Linked DNA regions of Sarcophilus harrisii: region 2 is linked to region 1. The links are chromatin contacts, called in public Hi-C maps. All regions are on one chromosome and are shown on one strand. Each heading gives the region's core, a stretch centred on a gene start, on an enhancer-like site or on the middle of the called end of the contact. The rest is flanking DNA. Distances are from core to core; before and after follow the strand shown. Region 1 holds the start of LOC100923620 (40S ribosomal protein S10). Region 2 holds the start of SMIM29 (small integral membrane protein 29).

Region 1 (6,067 bases), core at 1,061-3,560:
TAGGTGGTGGTAGTAGTAGTAGTAGTAGTAGTAGTAGTAGTAGTAGTTTGAAGTACTGGGTTAGATAGCCCCTATGAAACACTCAGTGCCACAATTTCTAAAGAATCAAGAGTCGGTGACCAAAAGGGCAATGGAAAGGTATTTGGAGGATGGAAATGGAGTGTAGAATATGAACAGTAAATGACTCTAGTGCAAGAAAAGAGTAGAGGGTAATGGTGGCATTAGAAGGATCATTTAGAAAATGTCTGATCAGAACAGGAGGTATCATGTATCAAGAGTGAGAACTAATTGATGGATCATCTATCTGCTGCACTGTTGGCAGGCTGCTTTACTGGAGCAAGCTCTAGCAATGGCTCTGAATGCCATATAAGAATACTGAATGTGCCCCAGGTAGATATGCATGGTACCAGGGAGAAAAATTAGAGAAACAGGTTCTCAATGGTGTTGGATGAACTTTTCTGAAAACTCCAAAGTTCTTCTCTTCTTGAAAGGAGATACTCTGCCTACACTTTCCTCTTTAAACAAATTGACAGATGACCTATTATACTTCTTGATTAGTATAAGTGAAAAGGGAGGGAAACTGTTCCCTTTAAGATGATCACTCTTAAAGATTGTATCCCCTTTTCTGATCTCAGAGATCAGGATCTCCCAGGCTCCAAGAAGTCTAGAGACTAAGGATAAGAGAAGCAATACTTACTATTCAAGGACTAATCAACTCCCATACAAATTTTAAATTCTCATTCAATTGAGGAATCCCTGGTCTGATCAGCTTGGGCTGTCCCAGCCCCAACCAAGATATCCAATATAACAACTTCTAGAGCTAAGCTGCCAGGACCCTTCTGCCCACTGAGAAAGCATTCTCAGCACCAAATTCCATTTCCCAATAGATCTTTGCCACTATAGAAGTCAGTCCCTTAGCAAACTGATTTCAATTTTCAATGCAAAACTTTCATTTTGCAATTAATAATTTGGGAATAAGTGAATTCTTTCACTTTTAAACCTGCAGCCTATAAAGGGGATATTTAATAGCTCTCTTATTGCCACTAACCCCATGACCACCAGGAACTGAGAGCATTCAAACCTCATCATAAGGACATATTGCATGAATTAACAACTGCAAGGAAATTTTATCCAGAATTAAATCTGTATTAAAAGACATTAAGAAGAAAGATGTTTTAAATTTAAAATCTCTTTTAAATGTTGAATTATATAGGAAATGTTTGTGAACAATCCAAAAAGTAATAAAAAAAAATCTTGGCTCTTTTGTGCAGTTATTTAACATGAGTAAAAACTAATACATGTATTTGAGTCCAGGCAAACTGAAATGGAGCTGGGACAAAGAACAATTCTATATACATTCTTGCTATGGATAAGTAAGGGGTGATATCATTTCTATATTTTGCATTTGGGGGAAAAAAAACAAAAAATAAATTTATACTGAGGGATCTCTAACTCTTTTGTCCAGGGTTCTTGTTGATGTTATATGAATTAGTGGTAGTTTTTTTTTTTTCCTTTCCCTTTCTCTCTGGCCACTATTTGAAAAGGAGGGTTTTATCCAATATGTTTTTTCTTCTCTCTCTGTGCTTGGAGGATAACTTTTTTTTTTAATTGTCTGGAATTCTAAGCAAAAATATGCTAGTCTACCACATTACTAGAAAGGAATCAATGTAGGCAATGAAATGCTGCTACCTTTTAGCAGCCTAGCGCTTTTTTGCATCCATAATATATACTTTAACTGGTGACCAAAAGCACAAAGCGCCTTCATATAAAACCTATCTTTCTCAAAATTTCTTTGTGATGTCTTCATTTAGAAAGAAGGAAAACTCATGCCCAAATCAAAAGAGATCATTTTTCTTTTGGTTATTAAATTAGTCTAAAAAAAAACTAAGACAAGTAGGTGGAAAAAACAATATACTATATGGCACAGAAAAAAAAAATGGGTGAAATTCATTATGGAGGGTAACTTGAGAGAGTCTCAATTGCTCCATGATTCCATAACTGTACTCGATCAAAAAAGGTTCAGCAGGGAATCTTAAGAAAAGTCAGCGCCAGCCACAGTCTCCATTTCACTTCCTAGCATTCTCTGTGCGCGGAAATCTTCTCTTTTATCCCCTGTGCGTTCTCTACAGGACTAAACCTTCCAATGGGATTTTTTTCTTGAAGAGAGGGCTGGTCATCCGGATGCTTTTCCTTAGAGAGCGCACGCTTGCATCATTTAAAGGAAACTAACGGCGGAAGGTCATGAAAAGGTGCCCTTAAGATTCCCTGGAAGCTTTCAATCAGGCATTGACGAAGACACCCAAGGCGCTCCTGCTCCTGACGTCATTTATAGGGTCCTTAGCGAAGCCCGGAAGAGAAGCCGCGCTGCGCATGCTCTTTCCTTTCTATCCCGGGCTCCGTGTAGAGCAGCACCCGTCGCCTCCGCCAAGGTAAGCCGAGTTTGGGGCCTTTTCTTTAATCCGCACCGCATCGGGCCCATCTCGGCGCCGACATCCCCGGGCGCACGTGGCCTTGGATCTGCGAACGTTCCTACCCTCCAGAGTGCCTTTATTTTTGGGACGCAAGAAAGGAAGCCCGATGGCATTGGGGTGGAAGCCAGCCCGGCAAGAGGGGGAGAGCGGGCCAGGCCGCGGCCCGTATTTGGGACCCCGAGGCCCTGCGGGGGATGGGAGGCACGCTCACCCGGCTCTTCTCTAGGGAAAGGTACTTGGCCCAGTCTCGGCCCCGGAGCCCTCCTTTCCTGCCTGGGAGTAGAGCCGGGCACGGGGCGCGGGGCGGGAGGCTGGAGAAGCGGGAGGCTTCCGTTTGGACTTGGCGGGCTCTGGGGTTAGGTTAAAGGATCGGTCATAAGGACGTAGGTGGAGATTTTGGGGTTTGGAACCAGAGGAACAATTATCCACTCCAGTTCCTTCTGTTTTCCAAATTGGGAAAGTCAGATTCTGAAACTCGCCGGCAGAATTTGCATCCACATATTTTGACACCATATCTAGGGATCGTCATCCCTATTTATTACTGCGTGAACTTGACTCTTGATTTTTCTATATGAAATTGGACAGGTATAGTCAAGAAACTGGGGGAAATGAAAATGAAACTTATCTAAAATGGCGTTTTTCTTTTTTTAGTCGCTGCTTTTATCCTGGTATAAATGGGCTGCTTCCAAGCACTTGATTCAACCAACTAGTTGCATGGAATAATTTTTTTTATTGCTAAGGATTTAGAATGAAGGTTAAGCTGCATGGAGTGTGAAGATTAGCTACTCTGCAGATATGTTTTAAAATTTAGAACTTGATTTGGAGGCAGTCTTGGGCTTCTTAGGTGACAGAATTGTCTAGAGGTGTTTGTCCAGTAATTGGCTATATTTCTCAGGCTTTTTATTATTGTCTTTTAGATGTTGATGCCTAAGAAGAACCGAATTGCCATCTATGAACTCCTTTTTAAGGAGGGTGTAATGGTAGCCAAGAAGGATGTCCACATGCCAAAGCACCCTGAGCTGGCAGACAAGAATGTGCCCAATCTCCATGTCATGAAAGCCATGCAGGTACAGTGGGAGAAGGGTAGGCAGTGATTCAATTTTAAAATTTGTCCAGTTCCTTGGTGGAATTTGGGAATGTTTGAAATAATTCCAGAAACTTAACTTGTCCATTCTGCCCATTGAGGGGTAAAAAATTATAGCCAGCATTTATTTGGTGCATATTGTGTACTGGGCACTGTGTTAAATGGTTTATATCTACAGTCTCATTTGCTTTTCACAACAACTTTGGAAGTTAGGTGCTATTTTTATCCTTATTTTACAAATGAGGAAACTTAAGATGAAGGGATCAAATGAATTGCCCAGGGTGACACAGCTAGTAAGTTAGTGTAAGTAGTAAGTTCCTTCCTCATTGTAGGTAGCACGATCTAACTGCCCAGTATTAAAGGTTACCAGAATAGACTTAATTCCAAAATATCCTCATTTTCCTAAAGCATAGGTCTGTTCTTATTTCCCTCCACTCAGTGAACTCCATAGACTTCCTGTTATTCCTTTTTTTTGGCATTTTAAGCTACTACCTTGCCACTTTAACATATTCTTGATGATCCAACAGCATTGGCCCATTTACTAATGACATCTGACATTTCACCTCCCAACACCATGCCTTTTCGATGACTATCCTCCAGTTTGGAATGTCTCTTCATCGCTTCATCTCTGCCTTCTGAGTTCCTCGGTTACCACCTTATGTTAGTCTTTCCTGCCCCAATATATTCCTTCCTTCCTTGTACCTTTTTATTCTGACCTTGCCTGCTTCTGTCTCTACCCCCTAGTCAGGTGAGTTCTTCCAGGGCTTTTCAAGTGTTTTCTTGGTTTCTTTTTTACCATAGTGCCTGGTTCTTAGAAAATAGTTGTGCTAGCTCAAAATGTATCTTTTAATTCCTGTTTGATCACTAACTAGTTTTGCTAATTTAAATTGCTTAAGTACTTCAGTTTTCTCCTTTATAAATTTAAAGCCTACGCAGGCTTTATAGCATTAACCATCAAATGAGACTCATTTGAATGAACTTTAAAAATTGTAAAGTTTAAAACTATTATGTTTATAGCTGGTGCTGCTTTATATTTTTACATGATCTTCATTTTTCTCCATTTTTTTAATTAGAAGAAAGTTGAGTTTTCTTCTAGAGGTCACAGATTCATTCTTTAACTGAAAACCATTATCATTGACTAGTCAAGCTTGGTATGTGATGGTTTAAATTTTGCCTGGTTTTGCAATCCTGGGCAAACACTGAACTTTGTGTTTTATCTTTATTTACAAAACATGCATGGGTAATTTTTTCAACACTGATCCTTACAAAACCTGTTCCAAATTTTCCCCTCCACCTCCTCCCCTAGATGGCAGGTAGTCCAATACATGTTAAATCCAATATATGTATGCATATTTATACAGTTATCTTGCTGCACAAGAAAAATCGGATCTAAAAAGAAAAAAAAAAACCCGAGAAGGAAGACAAAAATGCAAGCAAACAGTAACAGTGAAAATGCTATGTTGTGGTCCATACTTGGTTCCCATAGTCCTCTCTCTGGATGTAGATTGCTCTTTTCGTTACTGGACACTTGGAACTGATTTGAATCAACTTTATGTTGAAGAGAGCCAAGTCCATCAGAGTTGATCATTATATAGTCTTGTTGCCATGCATAGTGATCTCTTGGTTCTGTTCATTTCACTTAGCATCACTTCATGTAGGCCTCTCTGAAATCATCCTGCTGCTCATTTCTTAACAGAACAGTAATGTTCCATAACATTCACATACCATAATTTATTCAGCCATTCTCCAATTGATGGACATCCAATTTCCAGTTTCTAGTCACTTCAAAAAGGGCTGCCACAAACATTTTGCACATACAGCTGCCTTTCCCTCCTTTAAGATCTCTGGGGTACAAGCCCAATAGAAACATTGCTGGGTCAAAGGGTAGGCACACTTTGTAATCTTTTGAGCATAGTTCCAAATTGCTTTCCAGAATGGTTGGGTCTGTTTAGTTCCACCAGCAATGTTTCAGTGTCCCAGTTTTCCCATATCCCTTCCAACATTTGTCATCATCTTTTCCTGTCCTCTTAGCCAATCTGAGAGACATGTAGCAAACTCTGAACCTTTCGAGTCTCTCCTTTGTAAGATGCAAAAATAGCAACACTGAATTTTGGGGTTGCTTTAAGGGAATTCTGTTATTCTCTCCTAAAATAGTTTTACAATTACTTCTTACTTAGACCATTTGGTTATATGAACCCAAGTGATATACTGGGTGTTTTTGTTTTTTTTTTTCCTTTCAGTCTCTAAAGTCTCGTGGCTATGTTAAGGAGCAGTTTGCATGGAGGCATTTCTACTGGTACCTCACCAATGAGGGCATTCAGTACCTTCGGGATTACCTTCATCTGCCCCCTGAAATCGTGCCTGCCACGCTCCGCAGAAGTCGTCCTGAGACAGGAAGACCAAGGCCTAAAGGTATTGTGCTTAAATAAGGTTATGCCATCATCTTTCAAACTTATGTATAAGTATGTATACCAAGGCAGAAAATTTGTTAATATAGTGGAATGCTGTTTGC
Region 2 (6,067 bases), core at 2,247-4,746, 130 kb after region 1:
AGGGGAGAATGACTCATTAATTCACAGCAGGTAACTCCTTGAAATAATTGGGAAAAGCTACTTCTCTTCCTCTGACCCCAGGTCATGTTGCCCCAAGAAACAGACTTGAAGTTTTCATATTGTTTCCATTTGTCCTTTTCAATTCTACATGTGATGGTGTCTCGAACTGGGAGTTTGAGTCATAGGGATTTCACAGACCAGAATTCTAGACTGGATGTTGGATCCCTCCTAGGAAGGGATCGATGTGGGAAAAAGGTCTGAGATGCTAGACTGGTGGGACTTTAAACTTGAACTTGATGGGACTAGCACTTTGAAGAAACTGAGCTAAACTATGTAATAAATTTCTCTGAACCCTGAGCTGTGCGGGGAGGGGAAATTATTCCCTAACTATTGAAGGGTCATCATCTGTAGAGAAGTATATTTGAAACAAGGTGTTAACTCAGTGCAATTGATGAGACAATGGTTATCTACTTTACATATACTTAGTATGGTGATGTAATAGTTCTACAATTGATGTCATTTGTAAAAGGCTCTTTAAATTGAGGACAAAGTCAGCCACAGACATTCCATCTTTGATCAGCCTCATGGTGGCTCTCCTGCCTCCTGCACTATGGGGGAGACTGGCAGACTGGAAGACTGCTGGAAGAAACTAGAGACAGTCGACTGCTGGAAGGGACTGTGGAACAGACTGGTTCAATTCAGAGACTGAAGGAGACAATAAAGACTTTGGACTTTATTCCTGACTATTCTCTTGATGATTATTCTGCTGAGACCAAGGCTGGTCCCAAAGCTCTTCCTGAGGACCTCCAGAAAGCTAGCCTGGACATTACAACCATCAGTTTGGTACATCCTTACTTATTCCTCTTTTTTTTTTTTTTTTTTTTTTTTGGAGAGGGGTAAATGATGATTGGAGCTTGATTAGTCTCTCTGCAGCAGCTTGGAGATTGGCAACAAACTCCTTGTTGCTCCTTTCTGATTTGTACTTAACGGTATTTTCTTCTTCTATTTTTATAATGCTATAAATTACAGTAGATTACTATTAAGAACATAGACGACAAGAGGTTGTGCTATATTCCAAGTGTAACAGTTACTGATTAGTTTCTTGAAAACTCATGAAGCCGAGTTTAAGGTTTATTTTAAAAATAAAAATAAAAGCCTAATGGAATGTTAAGAAGCTTTATTTTAATTGCAATTTATTTTAGAACAGCTAAGAAAAAAGTACCTGAATATTGGAGGGACATGTTTATATGTTTAGTCTTGCTATGTATCTTTTAAGTAAATATTCCTCTTAAAAGATAATTTGATGTAAACAAAATTGCTTGCTCAGTGGGTGGGGTGGAGGAAAAGGAAGATGACAGAGAGAGAATTAAGAACTGAACATAAAATAAAATTGAATTTGAAAAAAGCAAAAGTATTTGATTAAAAAAACACAACTTAGATGTGGACTTTTGCATATGTGAATCTTTATTGTGTATATAAAATACATCAGATCTGGTTGATAGGTTGGCTGGTTTTGCTAAACAGCTTATCCCCTCCCTTTCCTAATTTTTTTTCAATCTTTATATTGATTGTTTTTCTGAGTAATAGAGAGTTAAACTTACACAAGAAGGTGATATCAAAACAAAATATATAAACTTCAGATCAAAAACAATGCACATTGCCATTGCAGTAATTGCTGACAAAAAACCAGAAAGTAACATACAATGTTACAATCAAGCTATTAGTTTTTCATAACTTTTTTAAATGAAAAAGTAGATATTTTGTGGAAATTATTGGAAGAGAATACATCAAAATAAAATGTGTGAATTTTAAAAAATAATAAAATTCATGTGTTACCTGGGAAGGATTCCTACATTTTTTTTGTCCTGCCTTATTAAGTCTAATAAATGTACTTAGAATATCATCTTTCGGCTCCATGCTTTCATCCGTGTTCTTCTCCATGACTGGAACAAATTCTTTCTGTATCTTCAATTCCCTAATTTCATTCAAAGCTCATCTCAGATGCCAGTTTCTATAAGATACTATTTCTGAAGTCCCCGGGGGTAATTGTTTCACTTTTGTCCTATCATTGACTCTGAGCTTGCATCCCTCTGGGGATGACTCACTACCTTCTGCTTCTCCCCCAATAAAGGAACAGATTCAACCGTGCAGCTTCTAGGATTCCTTGCAGCTTGGATGATCTGTTCTGTAACCATTACACAGTGTGTTCCAAAAGTCTTAGTTCGGTTCTGAGACATGAAGGTTTAAAATTACATTAAGACTTTTGGAGCACCTTGCATGTGTGTTTATATCTAGATACATAACATATGTAATACACATATGTATATATAAATATACACACATATACAACATGTAATAATTACATGTGCCTCCAATATTCTTTTCAGTGCATCCTTTGCCTACTATCTACACTCTGGAGGGGAACTGCTATATAATCACCCATTTTTGCCCTAACACCTTCCGTTCTTGTTCTATTAGACTGGAAGCTCCCTGAGGGCAGGAACTGCATCTTCACAAAAGAAGACCCCACTGAAAAGTAGCAGTGGTGTTAACAAACCCCTTATCTGTAAGCGTTCTTGAGTGGTCTCTTGTCCTTTACGTATGTGAATTCAGACAAGTCACCTATGGGGGTGGGGGGGTGGGGGTCTTTTCCCTTATTCATAAAATGAGAGTGTCGGACCGGGGAAAGGCCCTTTTCCAGCTTTGTAAAAATCAGTTTGAGTAAATGTACAAAAGTATGAGCCGTTATTGCCATTCTTTGCCTCGCCCTCTCTTCCTTCCTGGGTGCCGCAGATGGAAAGGATGAATTCAGTCCGTGGTCCATCCTGGACTAGCAGGCAAATCCCTCCTAAGAACATAGCAACGGGCAGGGGTGTCTCTCTGCGCCCCAAAGGCCAAGGTCTGTTTACCGTGGAAAGCAGGATCCACTGGATCCACTGGGGGCAGATTAATGAGTCAGATAGGCTTGGGGAGCTGCCAAAGGCGAGCCACCAGGAGATACTCGGGGGGAGGGGCGGGGTTAGTTTATATATTTTGTTGGAAATTCGGTTAAGTTTTCCTTCTCCTCTCCCATAACAGTTTCCCAGCTGCTATTATTTCTAGGTGAAGGTGCGGAGGGTATCCTGGAAACTGCAGGAGAACGGACGCCGTAGCATCTCCATTTTCTTTGCCAGTCTCAAAGGATGCTGGGAAAACAGGTTTCTCTCTCTTCTCTTTCCCCCTCCCTTCCTCCTTGACCCTCCCCTAACCCTCTCGGGCTCTGCAGCCCTCTGCTGCCCCCTGACGTCTCGTTCTGGCCCCTGCGGCTCACAGCCGCGCCCTCCGCTTCCGTCCTCCGGGAGCAAGTTGGTCCCGCCCCCTCCTTCTCTTTCTTTGTAATTGGTGGCTCAGAGACTCCGCCCCTTTTTCCATTTGGGGCTGGCCGTGCTTTTTACATCTCAGGCCTCGCCCATCTCCTCCCTTCGGATTGGCTGCTGCCTGGCTTCTGGGCCCCGCCCATTTACCCGGGGCCCCGCGTCATGCGCTGCTCCGGCGGCTTCCGGGGGGCGGGTGGGGGTGGCGGGGGGTCCTTGCGTGCAGCCTTGAGGAGGCCGCGTAAGCTGGGGCACAGCCGCGGGAGGTAAGGCCGTTTGGCAGCCCCGGGGGGCTGCAGAGCGCGGGCCCGGTGTCCGAGACCCGGAGCGCAGAGGCCTGCTCGGACAGAGGCCGCTGTCTGGCTCCCCCGGAGCACTGCACCCCATTCCCCTCCCACCCGGCCCCGGAGCGTCCGGAGGCGCTCGGACTGCGGGAAGTGAGAGAAGATGAGCAGGTGCACTGGAAGGGAAGTGGCTCCGGGGCAGAGCAGGCCCAGGTGCCCAGAACCAGGCCGGGCTGTGCAGAGCTGGGGAGGCGGGGATGTGTGGGCCGGGCCGGAGAAACACGGGGGCCAGCCCCGCACGCCCTGCCCGCCGGGAACTTGGAGGGTGGGGCGCGCTGCTTCTGGAAGCTGCCCGGAGACACTGACTGCATGAGCCTGAGGGCCTCCTCCCCCATCTCGGTGTGATGTCACCTGCTCCGGACGTCCTCGGGATTTTCGGAACTGGGGGCTGGGTCATGTTGATGCTGCTCGTCCCTAGGCCCCTCCCCTCACTGTCCAACCTCATGCCACACTGAGGGTGCTACATGGGAGATCATGACATCATCCCTTCTCTAAGCCCACCCCAAATTTCCGGCCCTGGTCTTGTGGCGCTTCTTCCAAGCCTTAGGGGCGGGCTGTCTTTTGCTGGGATGAAGGTGTATCTTGCCATCCCCCAGAGGTGGCTTCGGGAGTGGGTGGGGCTGCCAACTTGGTGCTCTTCTTGGAAATGACTCTGAGGGTGCTCCTATGAGCTTCTCCAGCCCAGTCTGGCCTTGGTCCCAGAAGGTGGGGGTGAAACGTGTGTCGTCAGGTGGGTTCCAGCACCCCTTACTTATGAGGTAGGGTTTCCCTCTTGGCACTTAGAACCTGCACACCGCCGTCCCTCGTAGTCTTGAATTAAAAGTCTGAAGTGGGGAGTGGAACAAAGACAGAGTATTTTAAGAAGCGGACAGAATCTTAGACCGATGAACTCGGTAGTTCAACTTTTTCATTTAAAAGATAAAAAAGAAAGACCACAGGCTCCAGAGAAGGTTATGTATGACTTCTCTGGTTGAGACCACACCTATGGGATTTGAACCCAGGTGTGGTACATTCTATTAGTGGATTAGGAGAGACATCTGAATTTGAAGCTGTTTTGCCACTTACTGGTTTTGTGGCCCCTGAACAAGTTTCTTTTTGGGCCTCAGTTTCCTCCACTGTAAAAAGGTGATTTTCCTATTTGTATTTGTTTTAAAACCCTACCTTTCCACCTTTCTGCCTCAAAGTGCTGTCGTGAGAAATTTATAAATCCGAAAGCCCCATAGAAATGTGAGTTAGTATTATTATTGTTCTTGCACAGCGTCCTGAGGCCTCGGGTAGGGAAAGGGCAAGGTTAAGGTCAGCCTCCTGGAGGGGTTCAAGGTTTGAATTGCACCCTGAATGAAATGGAGAACTTTTGTGCTCCTGACCCCAGGGACCCAGGTGGATGTGTCCCTCCCGAAGTGCCCCATGCTGACGGCTCCTCCCTGCTGTTCCTGCCCCTGCCCTAGCTGCTGGTGTGATGAGTAACACGACTGCACCTAGCGCCCCCAGGGCTGCCAGCGATTCCATGGTGGGCTATGTGCTTGGCCCCTTCTTCCTCATCACCCTAGTAGGAGTGGTGGTGGCTGTGGTAAGGAGAGAAGCCCTTATCCTTATCCCTCCTTGTACCTCTCATTATCCCAAAGACTCTTCCTAGGGTGATGGAAGGATGTTGGAGGTGGGAATTGGGGAGGGGGGGTGACCAGCCCTCTAACCCCCATCTAGTGTATTTTGTCTTTATTGCAGATGATGTACATCCAGAAGAAGAAACGGTAAGTGCTTGTTTAGGTACAAAGGGAAGCAGGCAGCTCTTCCTGATGGAGGGGGAAGAGGGACAGGTGAAGGCAGCATTGTTTTGGGAGGTGATGCTACTTCAGCCTGGGGACCTCTTCAATTGGACAGCTAGGTGGCGCACTGGACAGAATACTGGAAGCTAGGTCAGGACTGGTGTTCAGATTATGCTTTAGTCACTTAATGTCGGTGTAGTGCGAGGCTCTGTGCCTCAGTTTCCCCACTTCGTAGGGTACTAAAGATCAAATGTCTGCAGTGTTTTGCAAACCTTAAATTACTGGTAGTTTCAACAACTAAACTAAAATACCTAGGTATTTTACATCCTGTGAGGCCGTCTATTTCCAATCTCCCATCTGTTGTAACAACTCCGATAGCTGGTTCTCTTGAGTGCTTTAGTGGGTTTGGGAAGGTGGGGAGTGGTCAGGTTACTTATTTCAGGTGAAAGTATATTTTGCCTTAGAAGTTCTCAATGTCTGTTTTGGGGTCTAATGCCACTTGGTCAAAGGGGAATTGGGGGACTCCTTCCTTCCCAGGGTGGACAGGCTCCGGCACCACCTGCTGCCCATGTACAGTTATGACCCAGCAGAAGAACTGCATGAA

Evidence for each region. Hi-C and Micro-C count contacts between places; a contact is called where the count stands out from the background.
Region 2: a contact with region 1 is called in a Hi-C map of heart, with 6 times the contacts expected there. The contact joins the promoter of SMIM29 here to the promoter of LOC100923620 in region 1. A contact is called at or near these places in 2 of 3 Hi-C or Micro-C datasets (fibroblasts and heart).

Annotation. Positions count from the first base shown.
Region 1 is chr4:282,329,157-282,335,223 of mSarHar1.11, forward strand. LOC100923620 (40S ribosomal protein S10) reads left to right here and starts at 2,311. Exons shown (of 6, transcript XM_003770720.4): 1 at 2,311-2,429; 2 at 3,389-3,538; 3 at 5,796-5,967. The coding sequence starts at 3,389.
Region 2 is chr4:282,457,962-282,464,028 of mSarHar1.11, forward strand. SMIM29 (small integral membrane protein 29) reads left to right here and starts at 3,497. Exons shown (of 5, transcript XM_031965042.1): 1 at 3,497-3,808; 2 at 5,070-5,267; 3 at 5,402-5,448; 4 at 6,001-6,067. The coding sequence starts at 5,157. It overlaps LOC111720993 (a small nucleolar RNA gene), which reads left to right and starts at 833; the gene lies at 833-977.